Regions from separate parts of the Mus musculus genome. Here region 2 is linked to region 1. The links are chromatin contacts, called in public HiChIP or PLAC-seq maps. All regions are on one chromosome and are shown on one strand. Each heading gives the region's core, a stretch centred on a gene start, on an enhancer-like site or on the middle of the called end of the contact. The rest is flanking DNA. Distances are from core to core; before and after follow the strand shown.

Region 1 (4,633 bases), core at 347-2,846:
CCCAAGACTGTAATTTTTCGACTGTTATAAATTGTAATGTAAATATCTGATATGCAACCACTGTGGGGGTCGTGACCCACAAGTTGAGAATTACTGTTCTAGGTGGTTCCACCAGGGTTAGTGAAGGGGTGGAAGCAGAGGGCCCCCTTGTGTGCTTGTTTCCTTCAGGGCTTCTGGTGAGTCTGAGAAGTCTGGTTGCCGTGGTAACTGTCACAGGAGAAAATTGTGGGTTCAGGTTGTAGTTTCTAAGAAAAAGACCTCCAGTGATTGTTTGACAAGAGTGCTCAGTGGCAAAAAAAAAAAAAAAGAGTGCTCAGTGGCTTTGCATTAGAAATAGCCAACGGATGTGGCTTGTTTTAAAAGAGGACCAGGCTGGGATGGAGAGCAAAGGTCAAAGCTTCTCCAAAAATGCTGCAGTGCGGAAAGAAGATGTCAGTTAGTGGTAGAGGTGTTGGTGAAGAGGAGGGAAAGAGGGAGAAGGAGAGGGAGGCAAGGATTTCTGCCTTTCCCATCATGCTCTGGGGTTTTTATTCCTCAGAATAACAGATTGTATACCTACTAGATCCTGAGAAGTGTTCAAGCAAAGGAAGGAGGAAAGGATCTGGAAGGCTGACATTGCTTTTCTCTTGATTAGATCAGAATCAGTATATGAGGAAATAAAAAGAAAGTTTTTGTGGCCCTAGGAGTCAAAGCAATACCCCAGAGTTCCAGCCACCTATCCTATCTCCTCTCCTCAATGTTTAAGCAAACTGGCAGCAAGCATGTTATCCCCTGATGAACAAGCCTCTGCCCCTGAGGAGAGAGCAGGCTGGCAGGTCTACACTGCCTCCTTCTCTCCTCCCATCTTCAGAGTCTTCTGTTATCTCTTCAGGTCTTGATTGGGCTTTGGGGGAGACAAACAACCAGTTCTCTGGTATTTCATATGACTGCTACTGCCATCTGGAGAAAACAGGCAGGACAAAGCCCAACAGCAAGACAGAAATCACATCTTCTACTGTGTGTCAGCAACCTCCCAAGTACAACTCACCTGAGCCAAACTTGCCTGTGGGACCCAATTCTGCCCTCTTAACTGAGAATTCTCTTTTATTATTTCCTCCTGTAGCACTCAGGCTTTTAATCCTGCCCGGTATCAGGCCTGGCAGAACAGGGAAGAACAGTTCAAAGTTCCTAACCCCAGTCAGTCAACAGCCTGCCTTCATCCTGCCCAGTCCCACGGCACCATGGAGGTCCACCTTAGATCACCTCCAGTTTTGTTATCTGGAGAGATTGTCGCCTGGTGGTCAGATGGGAGGACATAGCCAGTGGATCTCAACCTATGAGTTCATGACTCCTTTTGAGGTTGTCTAAGATCATTGGGAAATTCAGATATTTACATTATAACTCAGAAGAGTAGTAAAATTACAGTAATGAAGTAGCAACAAAAGTCATTTTATGGTTGGGGGGTCTCCACAAAATGAGGGATTATATTAAAGGGTTGCAGCATTGGGAAGGCTGAAGACCACTGATTTAAGTGCAACAGAGCTCTATCAACCCCAGTGTCTCCACTGCCTTCTTAAAAAGGCAGACTTCTGCGAGGTCAGATTCATCGAGGTGAAACAGAAAGCAGGGACTAAGGAGATTGCTTAGTCAATACCTGAATTACTGTGCAGGCATGAGGACCCGAGTTCAGGTCCGCAACGCCCACATAAAAACCAGATGAGGAGGCCTTTGTCTATAGCCCTAACTCTAGAAACACAGAGACAGGAGGATTCCTGGAACTCACCAGCCAACCAGTCTTGCCAAAGTGATGAGTGCCAGATCAAAAAGAGAGGGAAGGGCAAGTAATATGATCAAAACATACTTCATGAAAAAATTTCAATAAAAAAATGAGAGTGATCAAGAAGGATATCTAGCATCAACCTCCGTGTGTGTGTGTGTGTGTGTGTGTGTGTGTGTGAGAGAGAGAGAGAGAGAGAGAGAGAGAGAGAGAGAGAGAGAGAGAGAGAGAGAGAGAGAAACAGAAAGTAAAACCGTAGCGCAAAACATTCTCTTCTTGGGACACAGACAGGTCTAGAATCCCCCATCCTGTGAGTTTCCACATTCAGCAGTATGATCATGCTCTGTGGGAGGAGAGTTTAACTTTGATCTTTAGCAATGCCCTTTAAATGTGGTTGCAGTCAAAAAGTAATGGCGAGGACTCAAAGTCAACAGGCAAAGACACACACAAGCCCAGAGAGAGATGGAGAAGCAGCTGACTGGAGGCACAGTTAGAAGAGGCCTGGGCTCTGGATCCTGGTGTGTAGCATCCCCTGAGAGGTCACAGAGATCCTGTCCTTTGAACCCACTTAGGCCCATCATCCTAATTTGTTAATCCCAATGAAATCCTTTCATATGCAAGGAATCCCACTGTCACTGCAATCAGGGGAGCACCCCTCTCTGGACCATCCACTGCAGAAGCTGCCTCCCCAGCAAGTGGCAATTTGAGACAGGGATGGTGTCTTTGGATGTTTTGTGCTGCTCTAGCACAATGCCACAGGCTGGCTGTGCTAAAAAAAAAAAAAAAGTTGGCCTTATGGGTTCTGCAGACTGGAAGATGCCAAAGGGCATGAACTGGAGAGGGGGCCTTGTGCTGATATTATGTCCTAAGTGGCAGAAGAGAGAAACAGAAGAAAGAAGGAGAGTAGAGAAGAAAAGAGAGGGTGAGCCAGAGAGATAAGTACTTGGGAGGAAGAGGGCCTGAACTGGGTGCCCCTGTGACTAATCCACTTCTACAAGAGTGACTGTGAACCATTCCTACAGGCAGATCATCAGGGGACACATCCTCTTAGCAGAGAGAGCAGTCTCAAAAGGGAGTTTGGTGACCAAGGAAATGACTAGGGCAAGCCAGGCTTCCCAGGGCTCTGAGAAGGGTCTGCCTGTGTGTGTGCAGCCTGAGATTAGAGGGGACAAACTGAAAATGGCTGCAGAGCGTATGATCCCTGCAGTCAGTCAACTGGAGTTGTCATTCTGGAGCTGAGGAACCCCAGGCAAGTCCTGGGTCTCTTTAAGGTTTGGTTTCCGTCTTGGTAGCATGAGGACCCAACTTACATTTTAAAGGGTTATGGTTACAAAATTGTCTTGGGAACATCAAACAATAGTTATTCTAGCTTTACTTTTTGACACAGATCTTGCTAAGTAACCTAGACTGGGTCCTCAAACTCTGGATCTGTCTAGCCTTAAGCATCCCCAAGCGTTAGGCTACAGGTGTGAGCCACCAGGCCTGGCTATTTAACCTGTCTAGTTTAAAAGTGTGAGTTGGGGGAGTCGGGGGTGGGGGAGTACACACCTTTAATCCCAACACTTGGGAATCAGAAGTCGAAGGATCTCTGTGAGTTTAAGGCCAGACTGCTCTACAAGTTCCAGGACAGCCAGGGCTACAGAGAGAGTCTCTGTCTTGAAAAACCAAACCAACCAACCCACCAACCAACCAACCAACCAACCAACCAACCAGCCAACCAACCAACCAACCAACCAAACAAACAAACAAACAAACAAACAAAAAATGGTCCTTGTCTGTTTGGTGCTTGGCTTTATGGCACCGGAGATGAACATAGGGTTTTACTAACCTAGGTGAGGACTGTGTTTCTGAGCTACAACAGCTGTTGTCACCTGATGTCCATTGTGTTGTCCTTTCCAGAGAGTAATTCTACAATATAGTGGTTAGAGGAGTTTATCCCAACATTGATTCCCTTTCACTGTGTGAACCTGGAATAGTTATTCTCTGTGCCTCAGTTTCTCCATCTGGTCCATCCTGGTAAAAACCACAGTCAAGGGATTTTCAATCACCCTTTGAGTATGGATTTTCTAGCACACACACACACACACACACACACACACACACACACACACACACACACACACAAATGAGTCCCAAACTCACAGAGGTCCTTCAGCTTCTGGTTTCCAAGTGTTGGGGTTAAAGGTGTGCATCACCACTACCTGGCTCACACTTTTAAGTTAGAAAGGTTAAATAGCCATGTGTGGTGGCTCACACCTATAGCCTAGGCTTGAACGAACTACAGTGGCCCCCATCCACTCTATTTAATGGTTTGCTGTTATAATCTGGAGGTCAGTTCTGGCTGGTGGCTGGTGGCTGATGACCGTAGGTCCTCTCTGTGTGTGCATGTGGTCCTTTCCATGCAGATTTAGTAACTTCTTTGGACTTCCTCATAACATGATGCTGATTTGTAAGGACTAATATGAAGTGGGTGGAGGCATTAGTACTTTTTATCATCTAGCCTCTGAGGTCAAGCAAGAGAACTTCTATGACCCTGAATTTGTTGACGCAACCATGAAATTCCATCGGGCTTCAGGGGTATAATGGTTAACTTGCATTGTAATTTGGATGATTTATAGTCACCATGGGCGTGTGTCTCGGGGTGAGTCTGTGGAGATATTTCTGAAAAGGTCTGACTGATGAAAAATGCTTTAACTTGAATATGAATAGCACCATCTCACGGGCCGGGATCCGACTGGAGAAAGCGACCTGGATGCTAGCATTTGTCTTTCTTGGCAACGTGACCATGAATGCAGTGTGACCAGCCACCTCATTTCTACTGCCACCATACCCTGCCCAGGATGATGGATGGGATCACCTTAAACTACAAATCAACAC
Region 2 (4,635 bases), core at 1,236-3,735, 610 kb before region 1:
TGTATTTATGTTGGGATCCTGGAATGAACTCCACTGATGCTCAGACAACTGTATTTCTCTTGTGTCCCTGATTTATCATATCACATATCGTTAGAATACATTTATCCATATTTTTTACTCCGAAGACAGTATAACAGGGGTAAATCTCTACCACATGGATTTTACTATGACAACTGTGTAACAAGGGTAAATATATAACCCATAATTAAAAAAATAATTATCTTCCTTCAAGAGTAAATACCCAAGCCTAGGAAGTGCAAACATATGAGATCAATTTACAGTGATCTTTGATCACACATCCTGTGCATCGCCAAGTTCAGCCAGCTAGCTCGACTTAAGTTTGTACCACATCCAACCTCCAGGTTCTGTCTGGTGCATTCATCCTGTGCCCAGGTCCAGCTTGGCCTAGCCTAGGACACATATCTGTGCACCCATCCAACCTAGTAACTGTAGCTTTCACTCCTCATCAAAGATGCTTCTGTTTGCAGCACAGGATCATTATTACAGCAAGGCACAACTAGTCAAAACACAGAGAACAAGGAATGGTGTGTGCCCAATACCAACTGATACATTTACAACACAACCCCTACACCTGAGGTTAAGCAAACATCACAAAAGACCGGGTGGAAAGATTGTAAAAACCAGAAACATGGATGCAGATAGTATGTCTTCTCTATATGACAGGAAAGCTTCACCCACAAAATTTCAACATTGTGATTGCCTAAAGTTGACCAACACAGGGACAACAATAGGTGGCATGCCTATGTGGGTGAGGGAAGTCTCACAAGGTCCCACTCCTAGATGAAGATCCACAGGCAATGACTGCTAAAGAGAGAAAGAATCAGTCTTCCCTGGATTGAAGCCCATAGTTGCTTATCTAATACCAAGTGGTTAGCCCTAAAAACATATATCATATATCGTATGTCGTATATCATATATCCTATATATGTCATATGTCCTATATCTCTCTATCTCTATCTCTATCTCTATATCTATATGATAGCATTACACTAAATGGTATCAATGGCTTATGTGTGTACACATGTTCTACTGAAATATATGTATATGAATATGTTTAAAGAAAATAAAAAGAAGCCATAATTTTTAGATTGAGCACAGTAGGGTAGAGTTGTGCACACATTGAGGGCAGGGTATTAAACACAATGCTCATATGAAATTCTTTATAAACAGTAGGTTAATTAAAGACATTATCTTCCTTCAAACACAAAACAAAACAAGGAGGGACAGACACTGTCCAAAACTACCTGGGAATCAGTGTAAGAGCCAAGCTTGAGGCTTTCATCATGGAAGTCAGACCGATGTCTTTTTATTCCTTAGCATCAGTGAATCACAGTGCTGCCGAGGTAGACTATAGATACTAGAGCACCAAGCAGGCCAGCAGCCTGCCATGCCACACCACATGCCTAGGTTTCTCAGCCTCTTTCCTTATGCAAACTGAAGAATGGTTTAGAGCTCACATCATACAACTAAAAAATGAATGAGAGGTCCAGTGTTTCAAATGTCAGTAGGGGAGGGTGCTCTCATGAGCAACTGAGCCTAGTGTTTAGAGGGGCTATGAAGCAATGAGATACCTGACCAAAGGAGGAATCAAAGCATACAACAAAACATCTAGAAATGATGGGTTGAGACTTCTTGGCTATCTCCCAACTTCGAAATGAGTTGGAGATGTTTACCTCAACGATGCAAACAGATAGTGAATAAAACATGTCTGGAATTTTGTGTTCAGAAAATGTGACAAGCTTGAATCTGATGACTTTGAGACTCATCTGAAATATGGGTTTCAGCTCAACTGCAAAGCTTTTAAGGAATCCACGATATTGCTGCTATGCACTGCAGCTTGCCCTGTGTGTGTGTAGGGGGGAGCATTGAAAAGAAACTGTGAGATAGAAGACGTGAAGAGAAGAGGAGAGGAGGGGAGGGGAGGGGAGGGGAGGAGAGGAGAGGAGAGGAGAGGAGAGGAGAGGAGAGGAGAGGAGAGGAGAGGAGAGGAGGAGAAGTGAGACAAAGAAGTAGCAACCATATTCTGGATAAGCAGATCTCTAAAGTGAGCATTCTCCCCAGCAGCCTCAATGAACTGAGAATTTGACATTTATTTTTGAGCCAAAAAGAATGATTTTAAAATTGTTCTTCAGGTGCTTGTGTAAATGCACTCATATTTACAGACTGTGGTGTGATTACATAACCAAAATACCATGATACTACTTAACTTCTGGATGGGAGATAAAGACATTATTTTAATCTTGTCTTTGTGTTAAATTGAGTGCTCAATGTTAATTCTTCTTACCTCAGGAAAAGCCTTATTTCATATACTGAAGGAGAGATAACCGTTTGATTTTGTTTTCATGGAAAATTACTTTACTTCTCATATGTGTGAGAAATATTTGTGATTACACAGAACCCTGATCTGCTGGAATTGCACTTGCTAGTTAGAGAAAGTCCGGCAGGTGTCGCTGTAACACTGCTCAAATTTAATATAGTTCCCTCACAGGCAGGATGGTCAAGTACAAGGCTTTTGGTTGTGAGCTCTTCACTAGCAAAGATCTTTACCTCAATTAGAGTTCATGACAGCCTCAAGAAAAGCTAGTCTGTCTGTTAGGACCCTAATTCAAATCTGAATGTTTGGAGATCACCAGAGAAATATATAATCAGAGTACAAGTTAGCACATCCATGGGAAAAGCAACTTGGCAATAGCTTCCTAGCCATAGGTTTAAACTGTTACATGCAACTGTATAAAGTACACTCTGCCCATCCACTGTTTCAATACTCTGGGGCACAAAGTGCATTCAACCCAAGGGGTTTGCCATTGACTCGCTTTTCAAAACTGGAAGAAATTAAAGGTGCACAATACAATAATTCAAAACTCCTTATAGACAAGCACTATGGTTTCTTTCTTTCTTTCTTTCTTTCTTTCTTTCTTTCTTTCTTTCTTTTTTTATACTGTTGGCAAATATGCTCACAATCTTTCAGAATCAAAATGAGTAAAAGTTTTTTTTTAATTAGGTATTTTTCTCGTTTACATTTTCAATGCTATCCCAAAGGTCCCCCATACCCACCCCCCCAACCCCCTACCCACCCACTCCCCCTTTTTGGCCCTGGCGTTCCCCTGTACTGGGGCATATAAAGTTTGCAAGTCCAATGGGCCTCTCTTTGCAGTGATGGCCGACTAGGCCATCTTTTGATACATATGCAGCTAAAGACAAAAGCTTCCGGGTACTGGTTAGTTCATATTGTTGTTCCACCTATAGGGTTGCAGTTCCCTTTAGCTCCTTGGGTAATTTCTCTAGCTCCTCCATTGGGGGCCGTGTGACCCATCCAATAGCTGATTGTGATCATCCACTTCTGTGTTTGCTAGGCCCCAGCATAGTCTCACAAGAGACAGCTATATCTGGGTCGTTTCAGCAAAATCTTGCTAGTGTATGCAATGGTGTCAGCATTTGGAAGCTGATTATGGGATGGATCCCTGCATATGGCAATCACTAGATGGTCCATCCTTTCGTCACAGCTCCAAATTTTGTCTCTGTAACTCCTTCCATGGGTGTTTTGTTCCCATTTCTAAGAAAGGGTAAAGTGTCCACACTTTGGTCTTCGTTCTTCTTGAATTTCATGCGTTTGGCAAGTTGTATCTTATATCTTGGGTATCCTAAGTTTCTGGGCTAATATCCACTTATCAGTGAGTACATATTGTGCGAGTTCCTTTGTGATTGGGTTACTTCACTCAGGATGATACCCTCCAGGTCCATCCATTTGCCTAGGAATTTCATAAATTCATTTGGGGGGGGGCAAACCACATGACCTGAATGACAATGCTGGATAAAGCATTGTGCTATAAAACTTACTTTAATTAATAGTAATGTTGTTGCCATTAAGAGTGGCTTCTGCGTTGAGATCATCTCAGCAGATCAAGCAATAAAGTGAGTGATCTCATACTGCTTGCCCTCGATGCTGGCTCTGCTCATTCTGTGTAAATATTATCCGCTTCTTCATGGTCATGTCAACATGTAAAAGTCCCTAAGCCTTTTGATTTTCTTGTCAGTCTTGACCAAATTCCTCCTGGTTAGAGACTGAAGGATTTTCATTTCTTTCACCAAAGCATTTGCCATGTTTGGAACCTTGTAATTATTCCAAACATGTTTGAGGAGCAAATGTTACACAAAGCACTGTGCCAATTCTTCAAAATAAGAGTCTACTTATATATTTGTTTCAAGGAGTCATCATAGGGGAGAAGAGGGCAATATTCGGCCACTTTAGGGGAATTTAGCATAAAAATAATATTTATTGTAAAGGACATGAAACATATTTAATAGGAACAGAATATATTCAAGATAGGTGATGTACTATATAAAAGATTGTGCTATTGCATAACAGGTGTGACTGTTCATCAAGAATTTTAATTACCAAAATGAGAAACATGGTTTAGAAACAGAAAATTAAGAACCCACATAAGAAGTACATTATAAATAGACTATTAAGCAAGTCTCAGGCCAGCCCAATCTTTGCCGAAAAGAGGAAGGGGTAGAAAAATGGCGGAGAAGGGAATAAAGAAGAATGAAAAGAAGTTTGTCTTTAAGACAGCTAAACACAAGTTCCCAGTTCAGAGCTCCTCTCAAAATGGG

The links. HiChIP or PLAC-seq counts read pairs in DNA pulled down with a chosen protein or histone mark.
Region 2: a contact with region 1 is called in a Foxp3 HiChIP or PLAC-seq map of regulatory T cells, with 16 times the contacts expected there. The contact joins two enhancer-like sites. A contact is called at or near these places in 5 of 484 Hi-C or Micro-C datasets (CD4 T cells, CD8 T cells, the P5424 cell line and 1 more) and 3 of 115 datasets of contacts at active chromatin or transcription factors (CD8 T cells and regulatory T cells).

What each region holds. Positions count from the first base shown.
Region 1 is chr9:32,485,059-32,489,691 of GRCm38.p6, reverse strand. The region is part of intron 1 of Fli1 (Friend leukemia integration 1); the gene reads left to right. Among named protein-coding and RNA genes, the nearest start is that of Gm22060, 40 kb to the right of the region's middle. Within about 2 kb of position 1,596, at least 19 of the 459 cell types and tissues checked have an H3K27ac peak or open chromatin away from gene starts, as enhancers often do. A contact at or near this core is called in CD8 T cells, the P5424 cell line and regulatory T cells, where this site is marked.
Region 2 is chr9:33,093,696-33,098,330 of GRCm38.p6, reverse strand. No RefSeq gene overlaps it. Among named protein-coding and RNA genes, the nearest start is that of Gm27166, 64 kb to the right of the region's middle. Within about 2 kb of position 2,485, at least 5 of the 459 cell types and tissues checked have an H3K27ac peak or open chromatin away from gene starts, as enhancers often do. A contact at or near this core is called in CD8 T cells, the P5424 cell line and regulatory T cells, where this site is marked.